3 separate regions of the Hordeum vulgare genome follow, and all the other regions are linked to region 2. The links are chromatin contacts, called in public Hi-C maps. All regions are on one chromosome and are shown on one strand. The core of a region is the stretch at or near the end of the contact, and the rest is flanking DNA. Distances in the headings are between cores, read along the strand shown.

What was found. A called contact is a pair of places that touch in the nucleus more often than the background predicts.
Region 1: a contact with region 2 is called in a Hi-C map of leaf, with 6 times the contacts expected there. The contact joins the promoter of LOC123412190 here to the promoter of LOC123407154 in region 2. A contact is called at or near these places in 4 of 6 Hi-C or Micro-C datasets (leaf and seedling) and 1 of 1 datasets of contacts at active chromatin or transcription factors (embryo).
Region 3: a contact with region 2 is called in a Hi-C map of seedling, with 4 times the contacts expected there. The contact joins the promoter of LOC123407693 here to the promoter of LOC123407154 in region 2. A contact is called at or near these places in 2 of 6 Hi-C or Micro-C datasets (leaf and seedling) and 1 of 1 datasets of contacts at active chromatin or transcription factors (embryo).

The regions. Positions count from the first base shown.
Region 1 is chr7H:170,546,009-170,550,324 of MorexV3_pseudomolecules_assembly, reverse strand. LOC123412190 (tonoplast dicarboxylate transporter-like) reads left to right here and starts at 2,875. Exons shown (of 6, transcript XM_045105129.1): 1 at 2,875-3,457; 2 at 3,545-4,037. The coding sequence starts at 2,993.
Region 2 is chr7H:170,957,748-170,962,592 of MorexV3_pseudomolecules_assembly, reverse strand. It overlaps LOC123407154, which reads right to left and starts at 2,972. Exons shown (of 3, transcript XM_045100222.1): 1 at 2,879-2,972; 2 at 1,592-1,732; 3 at 1-463. The coding sequence starts at 309.
Region 3 is chr7H:171,301,132-171,305,722 of MorexV3_pseudomolecules_assembly, reverse strand. It overlaps LOC123407693 (DNA damage-repair/toleration protein DRT100-like), which reads right to left and starts at 2,662. Exons shown (of 1, transcript XM_045100883.1): 1 at 1,092-2,662. The coding sequence starts at 2,614. The coding sequence ends at 1,472.

The DNA of each region.
Region 1 (4,316 bases), core at 1,626-4,125, 410 kb after region 2:
AACACTCCTCTCATCGGAGGGGACTCATCTTCATCAACATCTTCATCATCACCATCTCATCTCCAAACCCTAGTTCATCTCTTGTACCCAATCTTCGTCTCGCGACTCCGATTGGTACTTCTAAGGTTACCAGTAGTGTTAATTACTCCTTGTAGTTGGTGCTAGTTGGATTACTTGGTGGAAGATCATATGTTCAGATCCTTAATGCTATTCAATACCTCTATGATCATGAACATAATTATGCTTTGTGAGTAGTTACGTTTGTTCCTGAGGACATGGGATATGTCTTGCTATAAGTAGTCATGTGAATTTGGTATTCGTTCGATATTTTGATGCGTTGTATGTTGTCTTTCCTCTAGTGGTGTTATGTGAACGTCGACTACATGACACTTCACCATTATTTGGGCCTAGAGGAAGGCATTGGGAAGTAATAGGTAGATGATGGGTTGCTAGAGTGACAGAAGCTTAAACCCTAGTTTATGCGTTGCTTCGCAAGGGGATGATTTGGATCCACCAGTTTAATGTTATGGTTAGACTTTGTCTTAATTCTTCTTTCTTAGTTGCGAATGCTTGCGAGAGGGGTTAATCATAAGTGGGATGTTTGTCCAAGTAAGGACAGCACCCAAGCACCGGTCCACCCACATATCAAACTATCAAAGTAGTGAACGCTAATCATATGAACATGATGAAAACTAGCTTGACAGAAATTCCCATGTGTCCTCGGGAGCGCTTTACCTTATATAAGAGTTCGTCCAGGCTTGTCCCTTGCTACAAAAGGGATTGGGCCATCTTGCTGCACCTTTGTTACTATTGTTACTTGTTACCCGTTATGAATTATCTTATCCCGTAACTATCTATTACCGATAATTTCAGTGCTTGTAGAGAATACCTTGCTGAAAACCACTTCTCATTTCCTTCTGCTCCTCGTTGGGTTCGACACTCTTACTTATCGAAAGGACTACGATAGATCCCCTATACTTGTGGGTCATCACATGCTGGGCGGCCTTGCTGGATTAGTTTTACCTTTTATGAAATATCTTGTGCATCGGGATTCGGGTGAGACTTTGGGTTTTCTCAGAGTTGAGGTTTTTTCCACTAAGGAATCTGAGGAGATCACGAGTTTCGTGATCGAGGATTTCTATGCATCTTGTTGAAATTTGTGATGGATTAGTTGGAGCACCCCTGCAGGGTTAAATCTTTTGAAAAGCCGTGTCCATAGTTATGTGACAAACTTGTAAACTTTGTTAACATCATGCCAACTATGTGCGTAACCATGAAAAGTCGTGCAGGGTTCTAGATAACTTGAAATAACTTAACTAAAACCTGCCAACTGTGTGTGTAACCATGACTGTTTCCTTCAGAGCTCCTTTTCTAATCGAGAACACGGTGGGGTTATGACTGACGTAAGTAGGTGTTCAGAATCACCTAGTGATTATATTAGATTTTTGACCGTCATGCGTAGAGCACCAAACTACTTCATGTTCTTCGTAATATAGCCACCATAAATGCTTAGTGCTGCTGCAAACTCAAACACATACCCCATCCTCACCTAATAACTTAGTAAGACTCGCTATCATGGTCATGAGATTGTTGAGTTGTTTTGGCTCACAGATTACTACAATCAGCCCACATGTATAGGTGCAGCAGATACAGATGCTTTCGTGGCTACACAGCTGAAGTGGGAGTTTGACGAGGACAGTGGCCGTATGTACGTGACGTACCCCGACGACTAGAGGTCCTTGGTCGTGATTGTGAGCCTAGCGAGGCGGGAATATTGCTTTTGTTGTTTATCTTGTTCGTAGTCGGACCCTGCCTTCTGAATGATTTGAATAAATGTTGTGTGAATCATGTAACTTAATTGTGGCGAGTGTAAGCCAAATCTTATTACTCACCCCTCTTGTGGGTATTGCAATGTTTACCGTTCTTACGAAACACTTAGATGCGCCCCTTTCCCCTTTTGAGGCCTCGCCCCCAAATAAGAAAAGAGTCGCATCGTCCAAGATGCGATTCTTTCTTTATTTGGGGGTGAGGCATCAACTAAGGAAAGAATCGCATCTTGAACGTGACATCCCGCGACAAGCGAGCCTTAGGCTCCCGATAGGCTCTCCAGCGAGGCAACCAAGATGTGAAGCATCCATCTTTAGTTGTTCACCAAGGCGACAACTAACATATCCCCATTCTTCTTTCTATGTAATTTATTTTGGGTAATTCAGGTTTACCCGAACACTAACTTGATATTTCGGCTATGCGAATTCCCAGGTATAAAAGAATTGGACAAATTTTAGTTTTTAATTTTGAAAAACCAAATTTTCTATGACCCGAATTATCTGATCCCGAATTTCAGGTAAACCCAAACGCCAAGCCTGAAATACATGTATGGTTGGTACACTAATTGGTTGCATGAACTGATGCCCACCCACCATTTGGCAAGTCGATCCAGATCGAGATTGTCGATGATGATGTCGTGACTATGCCCTATCAACCTCGTCGGGGCCATGAGAGACGTATGAGGCGCTCACTTCACTGGCAACATATTTCTGCCATTCAGCGGTCGACAGTATCGTTTTCACGTCGCGTGACGCAGCAGCATCTAACATGTCCAAATTATGGCCCTTCGGTGCCTGGTGGGTGCACGACATTATTTTCCTTTCACTTATCAGTTTGTTGCTCTTGGACTGGTGGTTATCACTCATCAGTACATTCCGCACGATTGCCACCACAAAATCTTGCTTAATATTGTTATTTCTGTTACTATTATCCGACTCGAGCTTAATCTTATTCGTTACCAGTTATTATGAACGAGCAATGATCGGTGTGGCCACCGAAAGAGACTCCTGGAGCGACTCGTCACCTCCTGATTTCCTGGCCGTCGTGCCGGCGTGGCCACCTGAGCGAATTATCTTGCCACTTGTCACGCCATTTCGAGCTTCGCCTTGCTATAAACCCACACCGCAGACGACACGTACATCTCGGTAAAACGACGACGAGGGCGATGGAGAAGCCCGGCAGCTTCGACGGGAGCTCGTCGGAGGACGCGGGGACGCCCCTGCTGCTGCCGGTGCATCGCGACGACGCCACGACCACGGCCACGGCGGGGGGACGACGTCCGGCCTCGTCGCGCCTGAGGGCTCTCCTCGCGCATAAGTACCCTGCGATCGCGTCGGGGCCCGTGGCGTGCGCGGCCATATGCGCGCTCGTGGACCTCGGCGGCGCCGGCGCGGCGCCGCGGAACATGCTGGGCGTGCTGGCGTGGGTGTTCCTGTGGTGGGTGACGGACGCCGTGCCCCTCGGCGTGGCGTCCATGGCGCCGCTCTTCCTGTTCCCGGCCTTTGGCATCTCCTCCGCCGACTCCGTTGCCAAGGCGTACATGGACGACGTCATCGCCCTCGTCCTCGGAAGCTTCATCCTCGCCCTCGCCATCGAGCGCTACCACATCCACCGCCGCCTCGCTCTCAACGTGCGCTAATACTTAACTAACATTTCCACCGCGCGCGTAGCTTGCTAGAATTCTTGACGCCTAAACTGATCACCACGCATCGCGCAGATCACGCTGCGGTTCTGCGGGGACCCGGTGCGGCCGTCGCTGCTGCTGCTGGGGATCACCGGCACGACGGCGTTCGTGAGCATGTGGATCCACAACACGGCGTGCACGGTGATGATGATGCCGGTGGCGACGGGGATCCTGCAGCGGTTCCCGCGGGGCGCCGGCGCCGGCCAGGAGGAGGAGGAGCAGGAGGTGCGGCGGTTCTCCAAGGCGGTGGTGCTGGGCGTGGTGTACGCGTCGGCGGTGGGCGGGATGGCGACGCTGACGGGCACCGGAGTGAACATCATCCTGGTGGGGATGTGGTCGGCGTACTTTCCGGAGAAAGAGCCCATCACCTTCAGCTCGTGGATGAGCTTTGGCCTCCCAGTGGCGCTGGCCATGTTCTTGGCGCTCTGGGTCACGCTCTGCTTCATGTACTGTTCCAACAACACCGGAAAGGCGCTCTCTGCCTACCTCGACGGAAGCCACCTCAGAAGGGAGCTCAGCTTGTTAGGTACAGTACCTTTCCTTCCTTGTCTTCAGTAAACATTTTTTATTCTCTCATCTCATCTTCTTTGACCATGGCTGCATGCATCGTCGGTCGGGGATAATCCTTTTTTTTTTTTTAAAAAAATCTTCTTTGACGTGATACTTTTCTCGATCAACAGAGAGACATGAGTGACCTAACTGACTTTTGACTTTTCGTAAATTTTTAGCATTTGGATGATTCTGATTGGAAGAAGTCTCAGTTATATGGACGTAGAGTTTCTGCTCCCCAGCTCATTTGACCTCG
Region 2 (4,845 bases), core at 1,723-4,222:
ACCAGGAAAACAGTTTTTATCAGGATGGAGTGAAAAGGCAAGCCTGAGGTATTGCTTTCTTATGTTAGCATGATCTGTCGTTGCCTCCACTTGAAGGATTGCATACCAGTCCGTCTCTCCATTCACCCTTGCCTCTGCTGCACAGTGCACAGTGCAAACACATAGCAGCTGAGATATATTCTCAAGCTCTGGAAATAGGATCTGAGCTTTAAGTGCAATCTTTCGGGCACCAACGAAGTCTTTATTTTCCAACTTCTTTACAGCAATTTCCCTGGCTCTGGAAGCCTCTTCTCTGTTGCACTCCATCATAGTCACTGACAAAAAATACCACAAAACTCTCACGTGAAGTGATATCAGCTGGAAATGAGTATCCTCTGACTCAAGCTTCACAGCAGATAACGGATGCGCACATCTGGATCAATTTCTCAAAAACACTATGACTGAAAATTTACTGCATCAGGACCTACAATTTAAGAAGGAAAGAATAATTCTTAGTAACTGAAAATTAAACACCTAAAAACACACACATTTGTGGATTACTGGATTCCATAACAATAAGTCAAGATTCCTCAAGTGTAAAACCTAGTATATGAGACCACATATGATATATTCCCTCCGTTCGTAAATAGATAGCTTCCTAGAAAGTGCGCAGTTTTTAACTTTGACTATTACTCCCTCCGTACCTAAATATAAGTCTTTTAAGATATTTCACTAGGTGTCTACATACGGAACAAAATGAATGAATCTATACTCTAAAATATGTCTATATACATCCGTATGTAGTCCACTAGTTGAACCTCTAGAAAGACTTATATTTAGGAACGGAGGGAGGAGTAGATAAAATAACAGTTAGATTGGTAAGATGAAAGTAGTAATATTAGATTTTACATGAAATATATTTCCATTGTATTAAACTACATAAGTCCTATATGAGAACGAGTCACTGCTAAAAGATCATCTATTTTGTGACACGTCAAAAGGCAATACCAGCAAAACAAGACATGAGAACAACATTATATATTTCGCATGAACCTTATGCACTAATTAGAGTAATGAAGAGCGGATTGTTATTTATAATCAGCTGTCTGACCAGCCTTCTTCGTAAGTTGTTTATGCAGTACCGTAGTTTGCTATCACCAGAAAATGTTTGTAGCAGGCTATTACCAGCTCGTAGATGTACAACACCACAGTATAGTCTGTACTGCATGCGATTTAGTGACACAAGAATGACTGGAAAGGGGCATAAGCCACTAGAAACAAATAGATAAGTAACTGATTATCTTGTCAAGTAAATACAATGCCATTCTCGAGAACTCTAGATGAAAAGGAAAAACTTGCCATGTGCCCATGTGCAGGAAGGACTTTGATGAGCCGAAAGTAAAAAAAAGGGCAGCCTAGTGCACGTAGCTCCCGCTTGCGCAGGGTCTGGGGAAGGGTCCGACCACTTTTGATGAGCCCAAAGTAAGATGTGTGAAAACATGGGTTGTTCAAGGAAGGGCATCTTGGCAGCGACTCAGATGGGTTGTCTCAGGTGTAAGAAGAGATAAGAGAGACTAAAGAGCATTAATGGATTTGTAATACGAGAAAGTACCCAGGGAATTTCAAGATCCGGCAGATACTACATGCTTCGGGTTCAACACTAGATCCAGATTCCACCTTGGAGCCAGCCAAATAGACGACTTGCTTCAGGAGTCCGGTCCCATCTGGATCCGTTTCCAGATCATGTAATGTCCTTTCATGAAGATGTTAAATTATGGTTAACTGCATTTGCATGTGTAGAGTACCTAAAAGGACAAAGCACTGTATCATCCGTGTCAGTGCTATATAGATTTATTTATCTATAGAAAAACTCGGAAGACATGCTCACTGAGTGAGATGAGAACTTCCAATATGACCAAAATACATGTGCATACCACAGGAAGCAGATGAAACTAGATATCTGCAGGCTTAAATTGCCACTCCATCATCATTACCATATCTCTCAGCAAAAACCAACTAAGCCAATGCCTTATTCATTATCACCAGATACGCCGTAGGAATTCCTATGGCATCCTCTCAGAACAAGCATTGTACAGCTACTGCAAATATTGTGGTAAGAAAAATATTTGCCATCATATTCCTTCTTTCGTTCCTTTCATTTACTTAAGCATAAAATTTAAATGCCTGTATATGTGTAATGTATAAACTATGACATAGGTACACCTCAGTATCAACAGGATATAAAAGGATTACAAGACTACAAGAGAACTCAAACAATCAGTGAAACATACAACCAACACTAACTGCAGCAACACTCAAACAATCAGCGACATGAACGGCCAACAGAATGTAAAAATATGGCAGTTGCATTGAGACAATCAGCACCATGTAGTGCAGTCAAACAAGTAGCAACATCCAGTACCAAAAATGATTTGTAGGACATTGCATTTTTGCCTGAGAAATGGACTCATTAAATCGTGCATTGCAGTTTTGTAAGAAAATCGTCCTGATCCCCACCCTCCAAGCCCATACTGTCTGCAGCTCCCCCCCCCCCCCCCCCCCCCCCCCGATCAGAGATTAACTGAGATTAGAGGGGGGAAACATTGCAGGGCAAGATGCAGTAAACTAGGGTTTGGGGCCGCGTGGTTTGTGAGAGGCAGTGGCCTGAGGGGAAGACAGGGTTTGTGGAGGAACCCAGGAGGGGCTGCCGGAGGGATAACTTTAAAATGACGCAATGGCGACTACATCTTCTGCTCCTACCACGCCATAGGAAGACTCGCCCATGCACAGGATTGGAATTCGATCAGCACAGGAAGAAGAAACTAATCTAAAATCTAGCTGCAGTGTGAGATAATCTGATCACAATTTCAACAAGTTTACCAAAAGCCAGCAGCAGTACCAGAAACGGTGGAGTGGCCGCCGATGAGCAGGCGCCCGCTAGCCGTCGCGGTGGCGGGAGCCGTAGCGAGAACAAAGGAGGCGAAGCGGAGGGGAATTTGTGAGGTGTTGGTTCCAACAAGTCCTAGGGCTTTATTCACGGGGAATTACAAATGTACCCCTCGTTGTGAAAAATGACCAAATTAGCCCTGAGGTGGGGGTACAACCAGCAGTACACCTCACCAAACGGGCCGGGCCGGCACGACACGGCACGCTTGGGCCCGATTATTAGCCGGGCCGTGGCGTGCCGGCCCACCGGCGCAGCCTCCCGGCCAGGCACGGCATGGAGGCTATACGGGCCGGCCCCTAGTCTGTTAGTTTTTCTTTTATTTTAGGTTGTTATTTGGGCTAATTTTGGCCTGTTAGTCTGTTTTTGGGCCGACTTTAGTATATTGGGCTGTGTTTTGGGTCGTTTTTGGCCTATTAGATTTTTTACCCTATATATATATATATAAATAAATAATAAAATGATAAACGGGCCGTGCCGTGTCGACCCGCGTGCCCAACCCTCAGGCCTAGGCACGGCCCGAGGCGGGCCGCGTGCCTGGCACGGCCTATTTAAGTCGTGTCGGGCTCGGCCCGTGGCATGCCTGGCTGGCGTGCTTTCGGGCCGGCCCAGAAAGCACGACCCGGGCCGGCCCAGAAAGCACGACCCGTTTGGCCAGCTTTGACCAGCACTGCCCTTCAGGACAGGGGCGGGCTGAAAGAACGCCTGCCTGGCACACAAAACCCTATTTGACGTTGCAGACGGTGGTTAAAGGGGAAGCTTCTACCTGTCGTTCATTGTGGCAGGGAATAGGTGCAACACACAAGGACTCGCCCTAACTAGGCCGGCCCAACTTTTTTTATGTTTTAAAAAAATGTAATAATTTTTTTGTTTCTTTTTTCCTTTCTGCTTGTTTCCTTTCATTTTAATATTTTGTATTCTTTTTCTTTTTTTTTCCTTTTCTTTTAGTATTTTAAACAATTTGAAGAATATTTTTCAAAAATCAAAACATTTTTTGAATTTAAGAAAAAAAAAGGAACTAAACAGAAAAGGAAAAATGTTACCTTTTTTTTTGATACCTTTTTCCTTTTAAATTTCTTTCCTATTTTCGTTCGTTATTTCTTTCCTTTTTTAATTTTCATTTTGTATCCAAAGAAAAAATATTTTAAAAGTGCAAGCAATTTTGTAAAGGACTAATATTTTTTGAATCTTGAAAACAAAATTTTGAAAAGGAGAACAATATTTAAAAAACCCAAACAAATATGAAAGCGCGAACACATTTTTAAAGCACAAATATTTTTAAATTTTTGAGAAGATATTTTGAAACTAAGAACAATTTTGAGAAATCATGAACAATTTTTTAAACATGAATTTTTTTTGAACCTTGAGAACAAAATTTTAAAAAGAGGAAAAATTTGGAAAACCCAAACAAATTTGAAAGCGTGACAAATTTTTAAAGCACTAACATTTTTTGAATTTTAAGAACAAATTTTGAAACTAAGAATAATTTTGAAAATTCCTAAACAAATTTGGAAGAGCGAACAATTTTTTAAAGCCTGAACATTTTTTGAATCTTGAGAACAATTTTTTTTTTAAAACTCCAAACAAATTTGGAAGCGCGAACGATTTGATCATTTTTTTAAATGAAGAACAAATCTGAAAGTGTGAAGAAATTTTAAAAGCATGAAGATTTTTTGAATCTTGAAAACAAATTTTAGAAACGAGAACAACTTTAAAAAAATCTTAAACAAATTTGGAAGCCCTAACAATTTTTTGAACATGTTTAAATCAAGAACAAATTTCTAACTTGAGAACAATTTTCATACATTTTTCGAATTAACAACAATTTTTGAAAACATCAATTTTTTTCAAAAAAGCAAAAACATTTTCCGAATTTGAAGAACAATTTTTGAAAATCCAAAACATTTTTCAAATTTATGAAT
Region 3 (4,591 bases), core at 1,413-3,912, 340 kb before region 2:
AGCATAACGAGGCACTAAAATGAACCTCGGCGAAGGAATTTATGGCTCGTCTGCTTTTCATTTGTCAATGCCGACCTCAGACTTCTCCCTCGTGCGATGGGCTTGCCGCGTCGACCAATGTTGCTCGGGTCAGAAGTAAGCTCGCGGCAGAGCAACGCAGGGGCACCAGACCGAATCAAGAAGTGTGGGAGGGGGAAATGAGACAAAGGCCGACCTAAGTAGTGGGTTGGGGGAAGGGGGGGGGGCTTTTTCGTTGACCCGTTGACGACTTGATGCTGAGGTGGCGAGGGACGTGTCACAACATTCGTTGTACTCCCTCCGTTCCTAAATATAAATCTTTTTAAAGATTTCACTAGAGGACTACATACGAAGCAAAATGAATGAATATGCACTTTAAAGTATGTCTATATACATTCGTACGTAGTGTCTTAATGGAAACTTTTAAAAAAACTTATATTTAAGAACGGATGGAGTACAAATCAAAATGTAGGCCCCATGTCGTTGGTTTGGAAAGTGCAAAAAACGAACTTCAGATTTTCTTTATCATTTGGGAAAAATAAAAGCTACCCCATGTGCAACGGTACTGTGTTGAAGATGCTTTGCTTTTCGATCTAGAGAAATTGAAAGGGAGAGTGGTCCAAAATTCCAATGCATTTCCAAGCACGGCTATTGCTCAGATCTTGAGCGGGTAGTAAAGAGCAGTAGTAGTACGAAACGATAAGCTGTCAAAGTTCACCAAAGGAAAAAAAGGCCCGTCCGTGGGCTGTCTATCTGTGTAGCCTGACCGTCTGTAGCTTCAAATAATTTTCCGGGTGTTCATGGAACACGACAGGAGCAGCTGCACTTGTTACTGTGCAGTGTTTGTTAAGGAACTGGACAGAGTACCAGGAAGCCGGGCTAGATAACTGGTGGAAGTAATGACAGAGCGGCCAAAATCACATTCCGGTGATTATGCAGCACGAGTTTACAGGTTCATACTATTATCATATTCACGTGTTCATATTAAATTTGATGTCGGCATGTGCTATGCGCAACTGCGGGAGCAATGCTAAAAAATACCAAAAAAAAAACATATTTTTGACAGAAGCTTGTAGCCCTGTAACAGTCCCAACTTGATAGTAGCAGCACACTCCAGTAGCCATGGAAATCACTGCAACCCACAAAAAAAACATGGAAATCACTGGCAAATGGAAACGGAAAATGAAGAGGAAGGGAGGAAGGAGGAGGGATTATCTCCATTTCCTTGCCGCTTCCTCGCTCACACACGATCGTCGATCGGTAGTACACTAAATTTATCTTCTTCCATATACCCAACCTATAGTCCAAGTCAAAGAAAAAAAACTATTGTTCAAGTTAGGGCAGGCCCCGCGCCGCACGGTACTTGGACCTTGGTACATGGCTACGGCACATCATCAGTAAAAATCATTCGAAGTCGGGCCGACGCGATCCACCTCTCGTCACGTATGGACGTTCACGTGCACTTGCCGAGCGGGGCCCCGCAGAGGCAGCTGTTGCTGGCGAAGGACTCGGCGGCGAGGTGGTCGAACGGCGGACCCGCCGGGATGGTACCGCACAGCCGGTTGTGGCTGAGGTCGAGGTGCCCCACGTACGCCGCCGACGCCAGGGACCGCGGCACGCCGCCGGTCAGCCGGTTCCGCGACAGGTCCAGCACGATGAAGTAGGACTTGCCCGTGAACGCGTCCGGGATGGGGCCCTCCACGGCGTTCCGGCTCAGGTTCACGATCGCGAGCCCCTTCGTCCCCAGCAGCCCTGCCGGGATCCGCCCGGAGATGCGGTTGCCGCCGAGGTACAGCGAGGTGAGCACGCCGCTTCCCGACGACCCGAGGCTGTTCGGGATGGCGCCGGTGAGGTGGTTCTCGGAGAGGTCGAGATCGGCGAGCCGGGTGAGGGTCCCGACGGACGGAGGGATGTGCCCTGACAGCCGGTTCCGGCTGAGCAGCGCGCGGCTCAGCGTGGCGAGGTTGCCGATGTTGGCTGGGATAGTGCCGGTGAGCTGGTTATTGGCGAGGTCGAGGTGCTTGATGGATGCGAGGGAGGCGATGGAGCTGGGGATGGCGCCGGAGAGGAGGTTGTCGGCGAGGTTCAGCACGATGAGGCGGGAGAGGCTGCCGATGGACGGCGGGATCTCGCCCGTGAGGCGGTTGGCGGGGAGCTCGAGGATACGGAGGTTGGGAAGGGAGGTGGCGACGCAGGACGGGATGGGCCCGGATATCTGCTTCCAGTCGGCGAGGATGAGAGAGGACAGGGCGTCGAGGTGGCAGACGTGGTCGGAGATGTAGCCGGACATGACGCCCGAGGCGGGGTGGCCGTCGGGGGCCATGACGGCGTCCTCGCCTTCGCCGCGGAGGGTCAGGTCGGCCACGCGGCCGCTCGTGGGGTCGCAGCTCACGCCGTACCAGTTGGCGCAGCAGTCCGCGCCCTTCCACGACGAGAAGACGCCGAGGTGCGCCTCCGACAGCGCCGCGCGGATCGACAGCAGCGCGTCACGGTCGGACTCCGAGCACGCCGGGCCGGCTGTGGTGGCGGAGACGAACACGGCGAGGATGGCGATGGCGAGGAGCGGACTTGCCGAGCTTGGAGCGGGAGATGCCATGGCTTTGTCTCGAGTGGAGTGGAGACACTGCTGAGTGGAGTGAGCTTGCAGAGCAAAGCTTTTAGTAGAGGCTGGAAGAGTGTTTAAAATGACCGTTTTGCCCTGGAGCAAGCGCGTTCATCATGCATCCACTACCACATCCTTCGGTTTCAAGTTACTTTTTTCAAGGGGGGTTTAAGTTAGTACAGCTTACAGCATTTTTATGATCCGTAAAATTTGTTTACAGTTCAACGAAGCGAAGTTTTACGGGACGAAATCTTGCGTTGCAGAACAGACCTTGTAAAACTATATAATTTGAAAAAAAGTTTTCGCGGGAGAAATTGCAACCACACTTATTCATAGTTCATCACATACTACATGATCATACATACTACATTTTGTCATGCACAACTACTAGAGGGGTAGAGCTAAGCTAACTCTACTTGAGCTCATCCGAGCTAATAAGGCCCTGTTTGTTTCAGAAGTCTTAGGACTTTTTTAAATCCCAACTAAAAAGTCTGTAGTCCCTACTCGTTTGTTTTCATGGACTAAATAGGGACTAGAGATCATTAAATGACATGCAAAAAGACCATGTTACCCCTAGTAATGTAGTAGTAGTTATTAAATAACATGTTAAAAGTAGGGGCATTGTTGGAAAAAGTGCCAAAAAAGTCCCAAAAAGACCCTCTCGTAGGGACTTCTTCCTTTAGTCCCAAATACCCCCTTTTAGTCCCTAAAAGTCCCTCCTGTTTATTCACATGGGACTAAAAGGGAATTTTTTAGTCCCTACACCAAAAAGTTCCTGGAAACAGACACCCCCTAACTACCCTACCGCACTATGTAAAATTGAGCTCACTCGAGCTCGTGCCGTAGTAGATGCGGCAGCGCTCAGTGTCGTCGAAGGAGAAGGAGAGCTCGACGTAAATGCACTCCTGCACAGTGGCTTCACGGCGCCACTCCTCCACCTTGTCGCCGAAGGCGAGGGCTGCTCTGACACCCTGGTCGTAGAGCATAGTGTCGATCTCCTCGTCCCTCCGACGGCGTTGCCGGTCCTCTTCCGCCTCCCGTGCATTGTGCACTAGCAGCGCGGGCAAAAGGGTGTACGCCTCCGCCAGGGGCAGGAAGTCCTCCGGTCCAACGACGCCCCCGACACGTCGCTCCGGCCCCGCCTTGGCCTCCGGCTTCATCTTCACCAACAGGAGCTCCTTTAGCTCCCACTTCATCGGGGGAGGGAGGAGCGCGAGCGCGAGCTCGACGCCTCGGAGGAGCTGTCGGGGAAGAGGCGGCCGCGCGCACGATCGTACTCCTATGTCTCGCGACGGAGGAGTGACGGCGGCGACAACAGGCCCATCGCGTGTACCACAGGGCGTCGCGCTTCCGCGCGACGTCGGATCTGACGCAACGAGCCCTCTCGGGGTCGTCGTTGCGAGGCCACCGGAGTTGGCCATCTTGGACGGTGGATTGGAGCGGCTAGGCAGCGGAATGGAGATGCGCGGCGGCGGATCTGAGGCGCGGGCGGTGAGGTGTGGGGATTTTTCGGCGGCGGAGGGATAGTGTTTGGACCCGTATCCAACGGTCGAACCCGCAAATATAGTGGTTGCGGGATCGCGTTTACGGCCATCGCAAAATTTTTATGGGTGTGGCCTCGTTTACGGTGTCTATTCTAATAGTAAAAACGGTCCAATCCCATATAATCGCCGTAATTTTATAGTTCCGACGATTTAATAGTACCCGCACGGTTGGGCGTACTTTGTTGTCTCGTACTCTCTTCGTTTTTAAATATAATTTTTAAAGATTATACTATGGACTAGATAAGAATGTATATAGACATACTTTAAAATACAGATTTATTTATTTATTTTACTTTGTATGTATCTGTAGTAAAATGTGTAAAAAAACTTATATTGAGGAACGGAGGAAGTAGGCGTTATTAGGCTTCATAAAAAAATAATCATTATTTTCAAAATATAAGGTTTATTAGTTTTTAAAAAGTTAAAC